Regions from separate parts of the Siniperca chuatsi genome. Here region 2 is linked to region 1. A link is a contact called in public Hi-C data. All regions are on one chromosome and are shown on one strand. Each heading gives the region's core, a stretch centred on a gene start, on an enhancer-like site or on the middle of the called end of the contact. The rest is flanking DNA. Distances are from core to core; before and after follow the strand shown.

Evidence for each region. Hi-C and Micro-C count contacts between places; a contact is called where the count stands out from the background.
Region 2: a contact with region 1 is called in a Hi-C map of liver, with 2.6 times the contacts expected there. The contact joins the promoter of arrdc2 here to the enhancer-like site in region 1. A contact is called at or near these places in 3 of 3 Hi-C or Micro-C datasets (liver, skeletal muscle and an unstated tissue).

What each region holds. Positions count from the first base shown.
Region 1 is chrLG6:10,589,426-10,595,866 of ASM2008510v1, forward strand. LOC122878113 (a long non-coding RNA gene) reads left to right here. Exons shown (of 2, transcript XR_006378411.1): 2 at 2,263-5,726. Among protein-coding and RNA genes, the nearest start is that of LOC122878113, 7.2 kb to the left of the region's middle. Within about 2 kb of position 2,601, the one cell type or tissue checked has an H3K27ac peak away from gene starts, as active enhancers do. A contact at or near this core is called in liver, where this site is marked.
Region 2 is chrLG6:10,637,136-10,643,767 of ASM2008510v1, forward strand. It overlaps arrdc2 (arrestin domain-containing protein 2), which reads right to left and starts at 1,566. Exons shown (of 8, transcript XM_044200455.1): 1 at 1,429-1,566; 2 at 315-569. The coding sequence starts at 567. It overlaps si:dkey-13m1.5, which reads right to left. Exons shown (of 8, transcript XM_044200447.1): 3 at 6,350-6,441; 4 at 5,881-5,981; 5 at 5,105-5,226; 6 at 4,693-4,882; 7 at 4,532-4,617; 8 at 4,057-4,318. The coding sequence ends at 4,190.

The DNA.
Region 1 (6,441 bases), core at 1,351-3,850:
GAAACTAAACCTCACTGGTCACCTCTACCTCACACCAACAGTATTGCTAACCACATTTCCCAAAAGACCCATTCAGGGGCTGAGCACAAAATTCTGGACCCTAGGCATTCTCTATGGGCCCCTTCCCGCATCCACGGCTATTCATTTTAGTATCTTTGTGGGCCCTCCTCACAGTCCCCTTTGTCCCCCCAGTGCTACGCCCCTGGCCCCATTATTCTCTGTCCCTAATTTTCCTCCTTTATAGGACGAACACATACACTCCTTCCACTATTTGCGATCACCTAAAACTCTGTAAACCTGCAGAAAGTACAGCACCCTTTGGTTGAGGGCTCTTGAGGCTGTTAAGTTCCTCAGTGGTGGTCTTTTTTGTTCATGGTAATACTACAAGTGTTTCAAAATGTATGTGGTTAAGATTAATTGAATTCCAAATGTGTCACATAGCACTTGTAATAGGCTATGAGTCAGACTAAGCTTGAGAAGCAAGTTTGCAAGTTGGTAGTTCAAAACCCCAAACTCACCATGATGCTTACAGTACAATGAACTCTCTCCCTCAGTGGATAAATATGTCTCCTCTCCAAATCCAAATCCTCACCACCTCAGTGACTGGAAAAACATGCGTTATAATCCAAGTAAAGCATACTTGGGCAAAATTTCTCCATCTGCCACAGCTGAAAATCAGTTCCACCTGGACAGAGGCGAGGCAGTACTACTTAGTTTTTCCATTGCATAACTCTCCAGCTGCATTTTATTGATTCCTTAAACAACTTGCTGAAGACATGGCCCTTCTCTTTACAGTGAATGGCTATACAGATATATGTATTGAAAGTGACAGGAAGAAGGCCTGCAGAATATGTAAATACCCTGTAAATTCACTACCAAGGGACTTTTTTAACAACAAGATAAGTCTAGCAAAATATTCATTTTACGTGGCAAATTTCAAAAATTATAATAACAGAAAGAGTCACCAACCTTTAAAGTTGAACCTCTGACCTCTGTTCCCAAAGACTGATAAGGCCACTCACTTACAATCAGATTACAGATGTTATGTTTGTATTTTAATGGAGCCTTAAGGTGTGACACCTCCTGCACCTGGTTTTTGTCAACCAGAACCATAATGCGAATCTCTTTGTTGCATTTTTGTTTTTGGCTTGTTTAAGCTGCACAATTACAAGTGAACCAGAGCTTGTAAACTAAAGCCTTCAGAACTCACAAGCAGCCTGTTTGTTGGACAGAAAACCAATTGTCCTGCCAAGACAGAGACAGAAATTTAGGCAGGAAGAGGGAGTCAAAACAAATGCTGTAACTTAAACTCAGCACAATGGACATCCAAGGTTTTCCTCTCTGGGAAGAACCCTTGAAAAAATAGGTTAATATGAGCATGAGTGTTTACCATTCATTGGTCAGTGACATTTTCAGGCATCTCTATGCTGTTATGTGGTGTCACCAGAGTTCAAATATCCTTTTTCTAACAAACAAATGAACAGAAGAATTAAACGCTCCAGGCATTAATTAAACCAAACAAACTATTGGATATACACAGGATTCTCCTGCAGTCCCAAAGAACAGTGTGAACAAACACACTCTGCCCGGCTCTAATAAAGCTCAGCTGTGCTTCTTTCCTCTAAAAGTGACCAAACACAGCAGTAACTCTGCTGCTGTTGAGTTAAACAGCTATGCAAGTGACACATCTCTCAGTCAGTTCAACTCACTGCAACAAGTGCACATGCACACATGAAAAATAAACATTGCATATGTTGAGCTTCTCTGTAAATAATCACTGTCTTATTCTATTGATTATCGATTACATACATCTGTTATACACTCTTATATACAGTACTTGCGAAAAGGTCTATAATGGAGTAAGTTGGGTAATTTTTGAGGTTAAATTTGTGCCAAAAACAGGGATCAGGATAGTTTTATTTGTCTCATCTATGCAGTATGTGTTGCTTGATGTCGTAATAGTTTTGCTGTTACTGATCTTGACTCATCAGAAGTCACAATCATTTAACTTTCAGATCTTCTTCTGTGTTGTGTAAATTTAGTTTAAATCTAAACGTAAAGGGAAGTCCTTTAAAAATTACCACATGGTGACAATAATCATGCAGTGCATGTGTGTTTTTAAACATGAGAACTGTCTTTATATGCCTGTGTTGCATATGTGTGTGCGTGTGTGTCTGTGTACATGTATGTGTCTATAGTGTGATGCATAAACCAGTATCCATATGACACGCCTGATAACCTTAGCCTCGATTCTTCACACAGGGAGGGGTGATGGCCACTGCATGCATTCTCCACATGCAGATATCTGCCGAGCATGCCAGCGGGTGCCCCCAGCTAAGGCCCTCAGTGCTGCAAAGGGCAGACGAGGCGCTAAATGACCCCCCTCTCTAACCCGCCTGCCCACCCCAAATCCATCCGCCTGTCTGCTAACCTCGCAACCTTGCTGTGAGACTGGGCCAGTGAGAAGCAGCGCAAACCGGCGTGAGCCAGTGCTGGGAGCTACATCAACCCCGCCTCCCTCTTCCTCCTACTTCTTCCTCCCATATGTGCACACACACACACACACACATCAAGATTAGTGTACTTATGACGGGCCTGCCATTGTCTGTATTCACTCTGTCATATCTGACCCTCAACTTAACATCATTCTCTGACCTAGGATGGACTACAGTGCATTTTTGCCTAAAGACCATTCAAGTTTTTGATTAGAAGTTGGATTATTTAATTGCAGCTGCTTAGATTGATGATTTTCATTCATACATGGTATATACAGCATTTAAAGAAAGATTCAACACTTTATGCCTAATGTAAACATCATAATTCCAGTCTTACTCCTAGATTTAGTCTTCTACTCCCATTTCTAATCTCTTAAACCACTTGAAGACCCAAGTCTTCATACTATAATTCCCTTTTGTAGAAGTAAAGACTGTCCAAAACAACATCAGTTCACAAAAATGCTCTCACTCTGGAGGTCTAAAACTCAAACTGGTACCCACAAAGAGAGAAAAACAACCATAGTCTCACACAAACACATACATACACACACACACGTCCTCCTCTGTCCCCTGGCTCTAACTATCTTATAGCTGCATATATACAGTGGCAGAACATAGTATGTAAAACTGTTTATGACCAGGCCTTTGAAACAGGATGAGAAAATCTGATCTCTTTCTCTGTGTTTAGACAAGAAGATGATCTCTTCAAACAGTTAAACATTGTCACACAAATACAGAGTTAGGTTTTCTTTCCTGTTAAAGAACTTTCCCAATCTTTAGTGGGGTTGGTGTTGTTGTTGGTGGTGGTGCAATAAGATTGATTTAAGTCACAGTGCGAGAATGTGTTTCTCTGAGAGCAAACACAAAGTTTAGCCAGAGTGGTCCAAGTTTACAAGGCCTTTTCCTGTTGTTGGGGAGCTGTGAGGTATTTTAGTGAGCCAACTTCCCATTAAGTTCCCACTCGTTCAAGGACACTTTTAGCTTGACTCCCTTTCTGGAGTTTATAAGGGAAAATGTGAGAAAACTTCCTCAAATTAGCACAGATGCTCTCACACTGTAAAAATACACAGCATGCACTTTTTAGGTATTTGCACAAGCGAGGATTAAGTTCAACAAGTACATCTTCAGTACACGATATTGGCGTAATAAAAATTAATTTTTAATCCGGTTTTACAAACTCTTTTGAACTTAATTTATTTAATTCCCAGCATCACAGAGTGAATCAGGTGGCTGCTATCGACATTCATTTTTGCTATGTATTTACACAGGATTGAAGGGTTGGTTTATAAGATTTTAATTTCTGACTGAAATCAATTAATTGAAAAGGAGAGAACGGTCACTATGCCATCAAGGTTCCAGCGTGACTGAATTTTGTTGTGCTGCTTTCTGGTATGACTAGGCACTTCTACTGCTATGACCTAAGTTGGTAGAGCCAGTGTTCTGATGCAAGGGTAGATAAACAATGACAAATGAATTTCAGGGGTGTTTGTGTAAATTTCCATTCCCTCTCCCTATATTTTGTTGTCCCTGCAACCACATATTAACCCAATAATGCAATTTTTAGCAGGACTGCTTTTTTGGCAAAACTTTAGCCTAATAAATGTAAATAGAAACAAATGATATCTGATTCATTAGTATCTGTAACTCCAATAGTAAATCAACATTTTCCTGACTGCTATTTTTCTCTCACACACACATCTATTTGTGTCATGCAGAAAAAAAGTCACACATACCCATACAAATCACAAAGATCAGTAAAGTGCAGAAAACAAACAAAAGGCAGAAGTCAGCATGTTTTCATTCACAGTTCAAGTCTATATACAGCATAGAGACAGCAGGGGGAGAGGGGTGTTCCACAGTAGTTGATGAGTCACATGCTCAGAACCGAGGAACACAGGAAACTCAGGGAACGCTTTTCTCCTCTCATCATGCGCAATGTGCATCACATTAGGTTCGTGTGTTTTGGAGTGTGCATCTGGCAGCGGCATGGGTGCATGTGAAGCTGATTTTATCTCCACCTGCATAAAACACACAGGCAGGAGGTAGGTTGAGAGAACTTGCAATACAAGTTTTACTCAGTTCAAAAGGTCACATAGGGAAATCAGTGTGTTGAAAGTTGACATTGTTCTTATTTCTCTGGGTGCACAATCATTTAGCTTGATTAACAGTTTCAGATTTAACCAATCGCCCCAGAGTCATATAAACTTATCTGTGTATAACTGTCACTGAAAAATCAACACTTAATGACTGAAAAATGTACTCTATAGAGTGGATTTTCTCCAATCGTGACAACCATCTAAGTGTGGCTGTTAGGGTATCAAAAAAATCCTGAATCCTAATTTCACACAGTGATGCCATGAAAAATGAGATTTGTGTTACAATCCTGTAGTAACATACATGTGACTTTGTTATGCTTATACTGAGTTCAAAAACTCGGCAACTTGGCACAACTACAAATCAGAGGTAATGGCCTGAATGTAATGTTTAATTAGTTTAACTTTAAATCGAGACATCCTGGAACTTTCCTGGAAGCTGGAAAAAATTAAAATGTACTCATATAACAGAACTTCACCATAGCGGACAATGAATTGCACTATTATTATAATAAATTCCAGCTATCGGCTTTTTATAGAATGGATACATATATAGAGCATGTTGGAACAGAAGCCGTTCAGACAAATAGAGGCTACAGAGTTAGTCATGTTGACCAGTCAACCTCTTGGCTGCGACCTCTCACACAGTTCCTGGACGTCCTAGAGTTTCCCCTCTGCAAAGCGAATAACAAACTATCTGCCCCCTCACCTGGATTCCACCTCTCGCAAACAAAGTTTGTAGGAAATATGGTTCCACTGGTGTGAGACAGAGGCTGCCAATCTTTTGTAGCATGGCTTTATCTGTTTATAGCACTGAATCACAGGGATTTTGATTATTTTTGCACAGTGGCCCAGGGGTTACCTGTGTCGCCTCGTAACTCAAATCTCAACCCTGCTCTTTTCTCTGTAGAGATTTCATGTTCTCATGTTTGTGTCTCATCATATTTACCAAAAGACATGCATGTTGAGTATCTGGGATTGCTGTTGCTATTGCCTGCCAAGTAACTGGTCTCAAATGGGTCCTGAGAAACTGCCCTACGGCCGCCCACTGCTACTAAATAATTAGGATTGTTTAAATGCAGAGGATGATTTCCAGCTTGGTCATTACTATAATAAAAAGTGAAAATTTAATTTTCAAGAGCTGACTCACTTTGTGTGTTTTTTTTGACTTAACACAAAAGTAGAAAACAGGTCCACACTCACTAAACTGATCCAAAGGCTCCAAATACTGTTGACATTTTTTATTAGCAAAGAGGGACAAAGTCACCAGAAACATTTAGGCCTCAAGCCTTCTGTATTATGCCCTTATTGTGAATGATAGTGATATTCATGGTACAGGGATAACATAACTTCATATTAAACTCAAAAGATAAGTGGAGGGCATGTTACACCCAGCAGACCATACAGGCTTATAGTGAACAGGGCTACTGCAACATGCCAGACATGAGAGATATTTATTGTTTCAGAGCTGTTGCTGAGCTGTTTTTATAGGAGATCAAAATTTCTAGTCTTTTTTCAGAATCATAGCTAGGATTGTGGGCCTTGCCCCAAAAGAATATTATTTCTCGCCCTCTTCCCCACTTTTTAATAAAATAATCCTACCGGATTTTTATTGGCCCTCTCCAGCTGTGTGTCCCTAGAATTGTTAATGACAATAACAATAACAGCCAATAAACACATGCAAAGCTCCTTTGAGAAATATATACTTTTAAAAAGATTTTCAGAATACAAAATGCATTGAGATCAAATGTGCCACAAGGTGTCATTGTCATATTTTCTTTTCAAAGAGCCTGTAAGCAGACCAACTTTGAATGTTTTTTTTTTCTAGGTGTGTTCAGTCTCATCAGGCCATT
Region 2 (6,632 bases), core at 316-2,815, 47 kb after region 1:
TGCTAATCTATATCTAACAAGGTCTATGTTGAAAAATGAATGACATTTTACTTGAAGACATTATATGGAGATTTTATTATCCAGAATCATTGTGTATTTCAACAACAAAACCATGAAAACAAATCAAATTGTACATTTAAAATAGGAAAAAAAAACTCTGCTAGTCGGTTACTTGTTAGAAGCCACCTCACCAGCTGCAGCTGTAATTTAGCTGCGCTTTACTTGTGGTTATTCTACAGCCAGTCTGAAAAATAAACACAATAAATATAAATAAACTCAGTGAATATTAACCGTCTGCAGCTTTCACCACTGACCTCGAATCAGATGCTGTCTCTTCCTGAAGTACGTGATCTTGGAGGTGTAGTCGTTATAGACAGAGTTCATGCCACGGTTCTCCAGCCAGTGTGCTGTGGCCACCCCTCTTCCCTGCACCTTCATGAAGTGCACTCTGGTGTCCCTCCGGAGCTCCAGCACCACCTGGCCAGACACCACCTCCCCTCCGATGAACGCTGCATCAGCCGGACCATCCAGCTCCAGCTTGAAAGACTTTACGGAGCTCAACGTCATTCCTGTGAGTGAAGACAGTTAAACAGTAAATAAAAACACACCATTTGAAAAAGGTTGAGGGCTAAACACTAACAAATACCCACGATGTATAGGAATGTGTGGAATTAGTTTTCAGGTGCTGTGAAAACCACACTGCAAATAGCCAGAGCCAGCTGAAGGCATAAATGATTTTAGGGCTCCTGTGGACACCAGGGGACCCCATAACAAACAAATTACACATGTGAAGTCCTGTATTCACTTTTTAAATAATATTATGCAAAGTTTTTAACTGCTTTTAAATGTGCACTTTCCATTATACAGAACATAATGTAATTTTTGCTATTTTCTTTTAGAGATCTTATTTTCAGGGTGGGGTTGGGTGGTTCTGATTAGGGTCCCAGCTACTGCTGTGTAGTCAGTTTCTGTTTTTAGACACGTTTTAGAAATGTTTAATAACATATTATGTTAAAATGTCCCATTTTTCTCGTTGGTTGGATCTTGAACATAACTAATTAAAGCGGTTAATAAAGAATGACAGTGTATACTAAACTTTTTTTGTTTAACTTTAATAATTAAACAAATTCGGTATGAGTAGTATGAATATTTGTTCTGCGCACCAAACTCATACACACATAGGTCAAATAACTGAAATTCTACTTTCAGTCAACAATATAACACCTGACTGTCATGTAGTAGTTCTGTTAAAACAGTGCTCGGTGATTATTTTCGGTCTAAAATATTCTCATTTTCCGTTATGCGGCCGGTGCGTGTTTATCCTGAATTTTATGAACGGGTCTCAGCCAATCAGGATTGAGAACCGGGACTACGTTTTATAAATACAGCAGTGAACGTTGAGCGGACGTTTAAAAGTCTTAAACTCACCGGCAGACAGTAGCAACGCGGTCCTCTCAAAGGCGAAGTTACCGACAGAAAAGCCGAACTTCAATGGGAGTCCAGCCTTTAAAAACGGTGGCAGGTTTAACTGCCCAGAAACACAGCGACTATCTGTCTCACACCAATGATAAAAAGCGCATGCGAGTAACGGCCGCCCACTTTAACACGGAGGAGGAGGATCGCGTGGATTGACAGAACGTCAAGTGACGCAGAATAACAAGGTGATTTTCCGGCCTTTTCCTTTCAAATGTAAACCGTGTGTACCGTATTTCACCCTTTCGGGGTTTTTTTTATCGTTTACATGTAGATCTGTGTGTGAGCAGAGTCTCAAAAAAGTGAGCCATTGAGAAAGGATGTTATCGAAATCACCGATACAACGGCGGATACAATATTTGAATTTGACCGTTGGCTCGAATTTTGCTGTTTAACTTAGGCTTTTATTTTGAAGGCAGTGTGTTTTTTTCAATTAAAAATGGTCAATACCTATTAAATCACCTTTCTTTCTTATAAATATACATACAAAAAGTATGACGACATACTTGAATCGTGTAAAAACAGTATTTCACAACAAAAAAACGTGGGGGAAAAAAATAATAATTAGACTAAAATGAAAATCGAAAAAAAGTAATATAAAATACATTTTAGGAGATAATTCTGAATCACCTCTCTGTTTGGGTTTTTTGAGTCATGTGACTAAGCATTTGAAAGAGTTCATGTCACATGTTTACTTAAACTTAAGTTTGGGACATGACTGAAGCAGGTATCTAAATCAGAATTCAGTAAGCATTAAACTCCCTTTGTGGCATTTCTTATCAGATTGCATCACTATAATATCCTACAGTGCTGTTGTAGTTAATAATTCTGCTGGGACAGAATCAGTATCATTCAGTATCACTGAAACAGTATCATTCAAATAAGCAAAGTCATAGGTGTGATCCAGAGGCGTGCCCTTGAGCAGGAGCTGCTCACTCATTAATGTAGATTGTTTTTAAATGACCAGGTGCACAAAAAGGCTATCATGTACATTTTTATGAATGTTCCATACATTCCATGGTCTTAAATGAACATGTCTGACTTAAGATTGAACTGTATTTGGCATGTCTCTTGGCACAACAGACAGGGCAAATCAAACAGTTTATTCTGGAGTTGAATTTAGTATTAAATCATGTTCTTGCAGCTGTACCCCTTGGACCTGAACCTGGGCTTGTTGGCCAGCTAACATTCCAGCCCATACCTGAACTGCTGCCTTTTCACCAGGTTGATGAACTCCACATTCATTTTATTTACATCTGCGGAGCCTGCAGCAGGGTCAAGGCTGTGTTATTGCTACAACATAGATTGTTTTTACAGAGTTTTGTGGTCACTCATGCTTGAAGGAGGGGAAGAGAATCTTTCTGCTAACCTTCCACTTAGCAGCTAGCGTTGACAGTGTAAACAGGGTGGAAGTAGGACAGTTAAGCCCAAGGCTGCTTCCCTCCCTGGTCTAAATATGACAGGCAAGGTTAAGGTTCATGTTTAAGCCACCTAACTGCTAAAGCTGCACTTGCACACTGCTTCAACATTTCACACTCTGATGGGCCCTGTACTGATCTATATTTATTTACCATCCCAGTAAGATTATGAGCATTCTTATGCAGTTCATTGAAACACACAACACCGAAGGATGATGTGACAGAGTGGTTTTAGTTGGATGCATGCTCCAAATTTAAAGGAACTGCCAGTTCTAATGAGCTCAAGATCTGGGTTAAGGTTCTGCATGTATAGAATAGCTGGGGGGCACAGAGCCACTGCAGGGTGGGCGTGGATGTTGGGTGGACCTAAAGTTTCATGAATATATGAATCATGTGGTGACATAAACAAACAAAAGCACTCTGATGCTAGCAAGGCTATCTTACTAACATGAATCTTTTGTTTACTTCAATCACCGTATTTGTTAGCGATTGATAAAAATGAATCACTTTTGCTGGGGAGGCATGAACGTTTTTTGGCTTCTGGAGGGGGACGTGACAGAAAAAGATTGAGAACCACTGGAATAGAACATCCCACCTCTCTTCTTGGAGTTGCTGAAAATAATTCTGGGAAATGTATGAAACATTTAACTCAACCAGGAGTTGTTTATACACACACACAAAAAAAATACTGTGTGAACACAGTCTCATTTAAGTCACTTATTAAAAACGTTTTTTAAGGCTGGGCTTAGTGCTTTTCGAAACCTCTTTAATTCCAGTGATAGTCACACATTTTCATATCCCTTTTACTCCCTTTTTCAAAGGAACATTTTCAATTGATTTTGGTGGTCTAGAAGCCCTACAACAGCTAAATGTCACCAATACGACTGATTTCTTTGCATCATTTGGAAACTTTTATGGTGAGACAATATATTTGAATTAAAAATTTAGAACAGCTGCCTTTTGAGCACAACTTGATCTTTGAAGTATTAAATTATGTCTGACCTTCAGTGTTAAGCTGTATATTGTATGTTTTACTGTCTGTACAGCAATTGTACGTGTTCCCATTCTGAAAAGTGCAATTCTGAGTTTACTATTATTAATACTAATTGACAAATCTCAGCAGCATCTTGAGAAACACAAACTACAAAATCACATGACAAATATGTGGAATATACTGTATATTTGAAACATATCTGTAAACATTTCAGCAAAACTATTCTTGGCTCTTGATTTGACTATATCTTTTATCAGGAGCTGGGCAAGAACACAAGAGTAAGTGACCAAATTGTGTTTCTCAGTCACTTGATGACAAAATGAGAGAATAACTGGCTGCAGCCAGGACGCTGCAAGATAAAAGGTTTGGCGGTGTAGTCTTCACTGTGGGTGGTGCTGAAGTGCTGATGGTCCAGTGGAAACCTGATGTTGGTCTATTTGATTAAAAGAAAGAGAGTCAGACAATGCTATTACCATATTATTATTTGCTGCTGGTCTATTTGATTAAAAGAAAGAGAGTCAGACAATGCTATTACCATATTATTATTTGCTGCTACTATGACAACAACTACTGCTGCTACTACAGTTGCCAATAAATTATACAGGTAAGTAGGCCATTTTTTTAATTTAAGTTAATGATCTCTCACCCTCTGCTGTGACAGACAAGGTATCTGTCTGCAGGTCTTCAAAGGGAGGTAATCAGACTTGGTGGTGCTGAGGCTCAGCCCATGTTCTGCCAAGCAGATTTAACACATTTAATATCTACATGCACCCCCCTTTAAACACACAAACATGACCAAACCATCACCTGGTCCACTCAGTATGTTGCTTGGCAGCTGGATGACTGGTCTAGCTCGCTCTCTGTCCTGTTTGCTGTAGTGTTCTTTGGTCGTGGTTGTATAGTACAGGCCTGACAGGTAGGGTGGGCTGAACTGTACATGGCTTTTGGTCATCAGGTCAGGCCCGGGCACATGCACTGGACACTCTGTGTGGTTTAGCTACAGGGAGGAACATAGTCAGCATGAAATATGACATTGTAGGATCTTTTAACATAACAAACTCCATCCAAACCAACTCCAAAGTCTATAGGAACATGTGTGCAAAGGTCAGAAATTAACCTAAAGTGGAAAATGGTCTCTTTTATGATTTATGCAACATTATGTAGAAGTAATATTATAAATACAAAAACAATTAACTAAGTATAAGGTCTGTTATCTCACATCAGAGAAGGAGATTCTGTTGGTGGTCGTAGACATCCTGTCTTTGTTGCGCCTCATGTCAGTGTCACCCTTGGGTAAGGAACTAAAATTTTGGTTCCCCCTTGTCAGAATAACTGGATCTCCTGGGAAATAAACCAAATAGACTAATCCAAGCAGGATAACAGAGATAAATTCATTTAAAAAAATGTAAGCATCCATGTCAGTGTCCATACAGTGTCTCAGTAATTAAACTGTACAGTCACACACAGTGTAAGTCGCCTAGGTCGTCCAGGTGAAATCCTGGAAGAAACACTAGCGGCAATATGAATGTGATGTACATAAAAGTAGCTGAACACGCCGCATACATTACACCAAAGCTACATGTAACCATTTTAAAGTTGTGATCAAATAACACTTAAAATAACTGTCCAGTGTTTAAATATGCAGAACAACCAACAAAGATCAAAAGAAGTAAAAAATAAATAAATAAAAAAACAGTATAGTTAGCACTAAACAATATCTGCTCAGTACAGTTTCCTGAAATACAGTAAACAATTCAAAAGAAACATGAGATCATTTATGTACTGTAAAGATAATTGAAAATTAACAAATGATTTTACATTTGCACTTTGCCTATATGAGAGCCTCCTGGTATTTGAAGGCCTTAAGCAGCTGCTTAGTTTGCTTATAACATGGGCTGTTATTAAAGACGCTGAAGACATCTTCACCTTGGGAAATTCAAGAATTAGCAAGAATGAAAACTTTTTTGTTTGGACAAAAATACAGAAAACACTCACCTAGCTTGTGGTAACAAAACGCTTCTCTGGATGTGCATGACCATGAGTCCTTAGAGAAATTTCCAAGGTTGAGCTTCAAACGCTCTTTAACCACAGGTGGGCTGTATCAAAAACACAGATAATGCTTTTATTGTGTTTGTGTGTGGATAAACTCAACACCAGATAATCTGAGCTTTCAAAAAGTGACCAATTATAATTCTGAAATGTAATATTTTAGACCACTTTGAAATTTAGATTTTTGAGGCTTTTGAGGCAATCAAATGTCAGTTTTTGTATCCAAGACAACTTAAACCTCCTGACACCCCAAGTCAAAACATGTAGTGCAACCAAGAGTGGTCCAACACATCTTAAAAGAGATCTGAAGGGTGACACCAGGCCCTTCCGCCATGGTTTCCTCTACTGTTTGACGTCTCTTTGTATAGTATGTAAACTGAGTCAGTTTTTCCAGCAAAGCAGAAAAGCTGCAGACCTGCAGACAGTGGGCCGGCTGAATGACGCAACATTGGTCGTCTCTCTTTCTGCAATCTTCACAGGATCACCCATAGCCACTGAGGAGGTGTGCTGAAGAAAGACATCATAAAAACAGTCACAGTCACGGTCTTGAGCATAATAACACCCATTTCATGGAAAGCTTCATTAAAAAGCTCAATGCCCTTGTCGCTCTTGTGTCTACTTAAAGCTGACAGTGCTGGTACTCCAGGTCGAAGTGTCTTTCCTTAGTATGCACACAGCTGAGCATAAAGTTCTTCAGC